2 separate regions of the Arabidopsis thaliana genome follow, and region 1 is linked to region 2. The links are chromatin contacts, called in public targeted proximity ligation maps. All regions are on one chromosome and are shown on one strand. The core of a region is the stretch at or near the end of the contact, and the rest is flanking DNA. Distances in the headings are between cores, read along the strand shown.

Evidence for each region.
Region 1: a contact with region 2 is called in a targeted proximity ligation map of shoot, with 11 read pairs. A contact is called at or near these places in 3 of 26 Hi-C or Micro-C datasets (root and shoot) and 1 of 2 datasets of targeted methods (shoot).

The regions. Positions count from the first base shown.
Region 1 is chr4:12,870,995-12,874,187 of TAIR10.1, forward strand. AT4G25070 (caldesmon-like protein) reads left to right here and starts at 1,385. Exons shown (of 16, transcript NM_001125579.2): 1 at 1,385-2,632; 2 at 2,711-2,798; 3 at 2,881-2,922; 4 at 3,021-3,083; 5 at 3,175-3,193. The coding sequence starts at 1,488. ACP4 (acyl carrier protein 4) reads left to right here. Exons shown (of 4, transcript NM_118637.4): 4 at 1-570. The coding sequence ends at 30.
Region 2 is chr4:12,829,437-12,832,476 of TAIR10.1, forward strand. AT4G24970 (Histidine kinase-, DNA gyrase B-, and HSP90-like ATPase family protein) reads left to right here and starts at 1,479. Exons shown (of 19, transcript NM_118629.3): 1 at 1,479-2,157; 2 at 2,246-2,320; 3 at 2,400-2,434; 4 at 2,509-2,587; 5 at 2,716-2,808; 6 at 2,882-2,966. The coding sequence starts at 1,689.

The DNA.
Region 1 (3,193 bases), core at 135-2,634, 41 kb after region 2:
CAAAAGAAACCCGCGGCGGAAACTTCCTGAACCGGCTGTCTTTTCTTTCCTGACCTATTCTTGCCTTCAGAGCGTTTTATTACGGTATATTAGACCGTTTGTTATTTTTATTTATTTCGGAAGCTAAGATTGGGTGTTGACAATGAGACAACTTTGGTACGTTGAGATTGATTCTTTGTGGTGATTGGTCTTATGACGAATTCATAATTGTGTATTGTTTCACTACCACCTGGTCTTTTCTGTATTTGAGTTATGACATCGTTTTGTTAGTCGTGGTTAGGTTAAGTTAACTACCCTCAAAGAATGAAAACGAGAGTTGATCTTAGGTGAGTTGGGTAGTATCAAGTAGGGTAAAGCAGATGTATACTGTCTACTCAAATAGAATGGGTGTGAAAAAAACATTACCTGAAAATATGTATGAATGTAATTTGACTAGGATATTGTTGGTTTTTTGGACATTCTTATTGGGTAATCTCAAATATATTTGAGGTAATTTCAAAAGTACTAATAATATGGATATCCTTAAACTTTTGAGTAATTGATTTTTATTTTATTTTGTAATGAACGTATTTATGTACTTATTAAACCTAATTAATTTAAACTTTATATCAATGAAATCATGCAAAAGATTCTAGGTCTTTAATTTTCTTGCAGAACAAGTCACCCCTTCTCTTCTTAAACTGTAAATTTTTTATCAGCACTACAATTGCAATTGCATAGATGATGGTAGTGTAAGCAATCTTCTAGCCGCTTCCGGGTTGCAAAGTTACCAAATCTTGGTAGATTTTATAGACGATGTAGACAATCAATACATATCTCCGAGATGATACCACCTCCAATATTTTTTATACTTAATGATTTTTGTCCAATCTTACTTTGAAAACAAATATGTTCAAACCCCCTAAAACAACCCAATCATGATATGAGTAGTATTTCTCATCCTTGTATGTTTTGCCATATAGATTAATGTTTCTAATCCTCCAATTTCGTAATGGTACAGTTGCTTGAGAATCTCAAGCAATCATCATAAAAATATCACTTAAATCGATACAAAATATAAAATAAATCATGTTAGACATGAAGAATAAAAGACAAGAGTTCATTACAATATTAATCACAAGCTTTACATTCATAAATCTACCAAAAGCCAACACTACTTCACACATAAATATTTTTCTCTTGATTCATATGTAATTCAAAATTGAATCGATAACTAATTATTAGTAATCTGTATTAATGTACCCAGTTGTTATTTGTGGTTCCATAATTAATTTAAAAGGTTTTAAAAATAAAACAATTACTAATGATTTTAAAATTGCACAAATGGGTTTAGTTGAGGAAAAAATATATTAAAGAAATGGGTCCCACGTTCTCTCAACTTCCTCTCCCGCCACCATTCGGTCCACGCGTACCTCGTTTACATCTTCTCCCTTCTTCTTCCTCAGCAGCTCAATCGAAAAGTCTTTCCCACCTTGTTGACTCCGTCGATGGCGCGGAGACCAGGAACCTCCGCTTCTTCTTCACCCACGATGTCTCCGTCTCATCGGATGAGCGGCGGCGGAGGAGGAATCTCCGGCAAAAGCACGCTCCGGAAACAAAACGCCGCCGAGCTACTCGCGAAGGTCATGGAGAAGCGCGAATATGATTATGATTACGACGATGAAGATGGAGGTGAAGATCTGTACCAGGTACATCTTCCTCCTCTTACTCAGTCTCGAAGACGAGATGATAAGCGTATTGGTAAGGGCTCAGTCAACGAGAAAAAGGCTCCGGCGAAGAAACCGATCATACTTCCGGCGCCTAAATTTGATGATGAATCCGAAGATGATGAAACTAGAGCTAATTTTCGCCCAAATCCAGTGATAATTCCTAAAAAGAATGCTAGGGAACCGAGAAAAGCTCCGGCGACGAAACCGGTCGTTCTTCCGCCACCTAAATTTTCCAATGTGCGCCGGATTCCAGTGGAGATTTCTGGAAGGAATGCTAGGGGTTCGAAAGAAGCTTCGACGGTGAAACAAGTCGTTAGTACGCCTAAATTTGACGATGAATACGACAGTGATGAAATTACAGAGGATGTTCCCCGGAATCCAGTGGAGATTAGGGGTCCGGTCAGAGGAAAAGTAGCTCCGGCGGTCAAACCCGTAGTCGTTCTTCCGACTAAATTTGACGATGAATACGACAGTGATGAAATTACAGAGGATGTTCCCCGGAATCCAGTGGAGATTAGGGGTACCGTCAGAGGAAAAGTAGCTCCGGCGGTCAAACCCGTAGTCGTTCTTCCGACTAAATTTGACGATGAATACGATAGTGATGAAATTACAGCCGATGTGTCCCGGAATCCAGTGGAGGTTAGGGATCCAGTCAGAGGGAAGTTAGCTCCGGTGGTGAAACCCGTCGTTCTTCCGACTAAATTTGACGATGAATACGATAGTGACGAAATTGCAGCTGATGTCTCCCGGAAGGCAGTGGAGATTCCTCAAAAGAATGAAAAGAGTACACTCAGGGTTAGAGTCCCGGCATATTCACGTCGGAATCCGTTGGAGGAATTTGAGCAGAACGGAGAAGACAAGCAAAATGTTCAATGTGATGTGCCTGCTAAACAATCGGAAGCTCAATTAAAGTATAAGAAAAGGTAAAGCAAATTTTTCTCAAGTCAAAGCTTCTTTTGTATATGTTGTGTTTGACGAAATGACTGGGAACGAACGATTAGTTTCAGGTACCATCCTGCAAATATTTTAGCACCTAATAACTCTAACCAGCAGGAAGATGATCGAGAAGCTTCAGCCCTGCGTGATGAAGTAGGTGTTTCCCAAAATACAAGAAAACTATTTTGGTTACATCACTGATCTCTCATTTGAATCCAACTCATTATCATTGCAGTTAGACATGCTTCAAGAAGAAAACGATAATATAATGGATAAGGTCAGTGTGAACGCTCTCTTTATCTCTAATGTAGGTTATTTGTTTGTGTTTGCTGCCTTTTTGTACTTGATGTGTATATTCTTGAGTTACATATGCAGCTTCAGCGCGCTGAAGAAAGACGCGAAGCTGCAGAAGCAAGGGCTAAAGAGCTTGAGAAACAGGTGTTTATTATATCCAGTACATTTGACTTTTGTAGACATGTTTATATACAATGTTGATGGTTACTTTTAAGCTTGGTATGACTTACAACAGGTTGCTTCTCTAGGTGAAG
Region 2 (3,040 bases), core at 229-2,728:
TGCGGGTGGTAGCGGTTGTTAGCGTTTGACACTAATCATAGAAACCGCTAGATACCGTTTTGGACCGCTTGAAATCGCCAGATTTCAAAAGCTTCTTCCCGTAAGCGTTTGCGGTTGCGGGCGGTAGCGGTTAGGTTAATTTTTTTTTTTAATTAATTAAAATAATTATATCTTCCATCCAAACCCTATATATTTTATTCTTATCAGAAAACCCTAATCAATATATTGAAACCCTATTTTCTCAATTATGGCATCTACCCAAACTAACGAAAATCAAAATCAAAATCAAAAATCAAACGTAAGTATGATCTATCCTTTCATCCATTCATTAGCTAGTGTAATTCTCTGAGTATTTCATGGCATCGTCATTTTTTTTATTTTGTATTTTTTTGAGTTTTTTTATTGAATATATGTTTTGATTTGTTTTCTCGATTAGAAAATTATTTGGTCAGACGAGATGACCCGTTTCTTGTTAGAACTTTATCATATGTATAGAGGCAATCCGGAAAATCCACGAGTTCAACGTTATTTACAGTTTATTACACTACTTGATGCAATTTTTGGTGATGTACCAAATGCATAAAGTACTAAGCTTTTTCTTACAAAATTTATTTATTTTTGAATTTAATGTTTTATTTATGGTTTTAATTATTAAGCATGTTTAATTTTCTAATATTATCAATTTATCATAATAATATATTGTATTTTTTCTTTTAAAATTAATATATTATATTTATTTTGGTTATTTTTTATTTAATTACTATCGCACTCGCTGATTTACCAGTCATAAAACTTCCGTAAACGCACCCATTATCAAACGCTCAACCAGTCGTTCAAAACGCTTGATAATGCTTGAAACCGCAACCGCCTGTTTCCGCAAACTCCCGCAACCGCAACCGCAATTGATTAATGATTTATGTTACACGGTTTTGAAGCAAGCATGAATTATATCACATGTATAATATTCTTACACATACTCTTAGATTGAAGTAAAGAACTAGTACCAATCAATTCCTCTAAGAGAAACCTAAGTTAGCTATACAATGGAACACACAAGGCCAACTTCAATTATGCATTTTAAGTTTTTAACCAAACCACACACGCAAAAAAACTTAAAGATCAGACTAACACAATTCACTGTTATTAGCTACACAACTTGAGAAGAAGAAACAGAGTGAACAAACAATGGACTAACGAATGAAGTATACAATTAAAACAAGAGATCTAACTCGAACAGAAGTTTCTTTACCATTTGTCAGCTTTTCCACAGCTAATGTTTATCCCAAAAGACAAGAAACTGAAAAACTTCAACAGACAATGAAAGAGAAGATTCGTTAGGGTTTTATTTTGTCTATGGGCCGTCTATTGTGTGATCCATAAGAATTAGTTGTGTAAAATCAATTATAATTGAGCTTACAATTTAAACGGTCCATCTTCTCAACTAACATAATAATTTAAAAAAAAAACTAGAAAAGCCTCTCAAGTCTTAAGTCAACTTTGTTCCTCCTTCTCTGAAGAGATATATAATACTCTTTTTTTCTTTCCCAATATTTTTCGATTTCTTCATCATTCATTCGCGCAAACATTCCAAAAGTTTTCTCTTTTCAACTAGTCAATAGTCAATACTTTAAATTCATCATCACTTTTGCTTTTCAACTCTTTCATCTTCTTGTCCAAATTTTCTATTAATGGACAACAGTATTCACGTGAAGCGAGAGATTCAACTTCCATCTACTTCTCCGGCTGGCTTTCCGGGGAGAGAATCTGTAACTGTAGTCGATCTCTGTAGTAGTGATGACGACTCCGACATTGGAGAAGTCGCCGGTGGATTAGAGAAAGTAGGAAACAACTTCGTCGGTCTGAAGAGAGGACGAGATACTTTTGGAGGTTCTTCCGAAGTGGATAGGAATAATGTGAAGAAGGTAACAACACTTGCTGAGTTAGGAGTTGGGTTACCGGAAGGATTCGGCCAATCGAATCCACCGGAAAGTTTGACGCATCCTATTCCTGCGAATCCGTGTAATGTCTTCAGGCCTGTACCGCCGCCGCCGCCGCCACCGTATGCCGGCACGTCTGGGAAGATTGGCGGTTGTAAGCAGTTTTGGAAAGCTGGAGATTATGAAGGAGCAGCTGGCGATAACTGGGATCTTTCTTCAGGTAAACCAAATTTTAATTTTATTCATTAGACAGTAATGTGGAATGTTGGTCGGAACAAAACTTTTGAGTGTTACAATTTGTGTCTCAGGTGGTTTTGATCATGTAAGAGTCCATCCAAAGTTTTTGCATTCTAATGCAACTAGTCACAAATGGGCTCTTGGAGGTATTATTCTTATTGGTCAACCTTTATATGAGCGAGTTTGCCTCTATTTTTTTGAGCTTATCTGAGTTCTCTTATGCAGCTTTTGCAGAGCTTTTGGACAATGCCTTGGATGAGGTAGGTTTTTGTTTCTTTACTTGTCTTAGACAGATTGTATGATGTGTAGTAATGGTTTCTCTCGTTGATATCAGGTTGCCAGTGGAGCTACTTATGTTAAAGTAGACATGCTAGAAAACAACAAAGGGGGAAACAGGATGTTATTAATTGAAGGTATACACTTTACCTAGCAATTCTTAAAGAACCTCTTCCCTAATTTATTCATGTGGTTATTGGTTGCCTAAAATGCAACACTTTTGTCCACTCATGTACTACGAGAATCCTTATGTTTTGAACTGCAGATAACGGGGGTGGGATGGACCCTGAAAAAATGCGACAATGCATGTCTCTAGGATACTCTGCAAAAAGCAAACTTGCAAACACCATTGGACAATGTAATTATTCTTTGTTTATCCGACTTATATCGAAAGTTTGCAGGAAGATGCTTAATTTATTTACTGCTTATAGATGGCAATGGGTTTAAGACTAGTACAATGAGACTTGGAGCTGATGTTATTGTTTTCTCGCGTTGCCCTGGGAAAGATGGAAAGAGGTTAGTTGTTTATTATCAATGTGTTACACCTTTCGGCTATCATGTCTTTTATCATTTTTGTTGGATTGTATTTC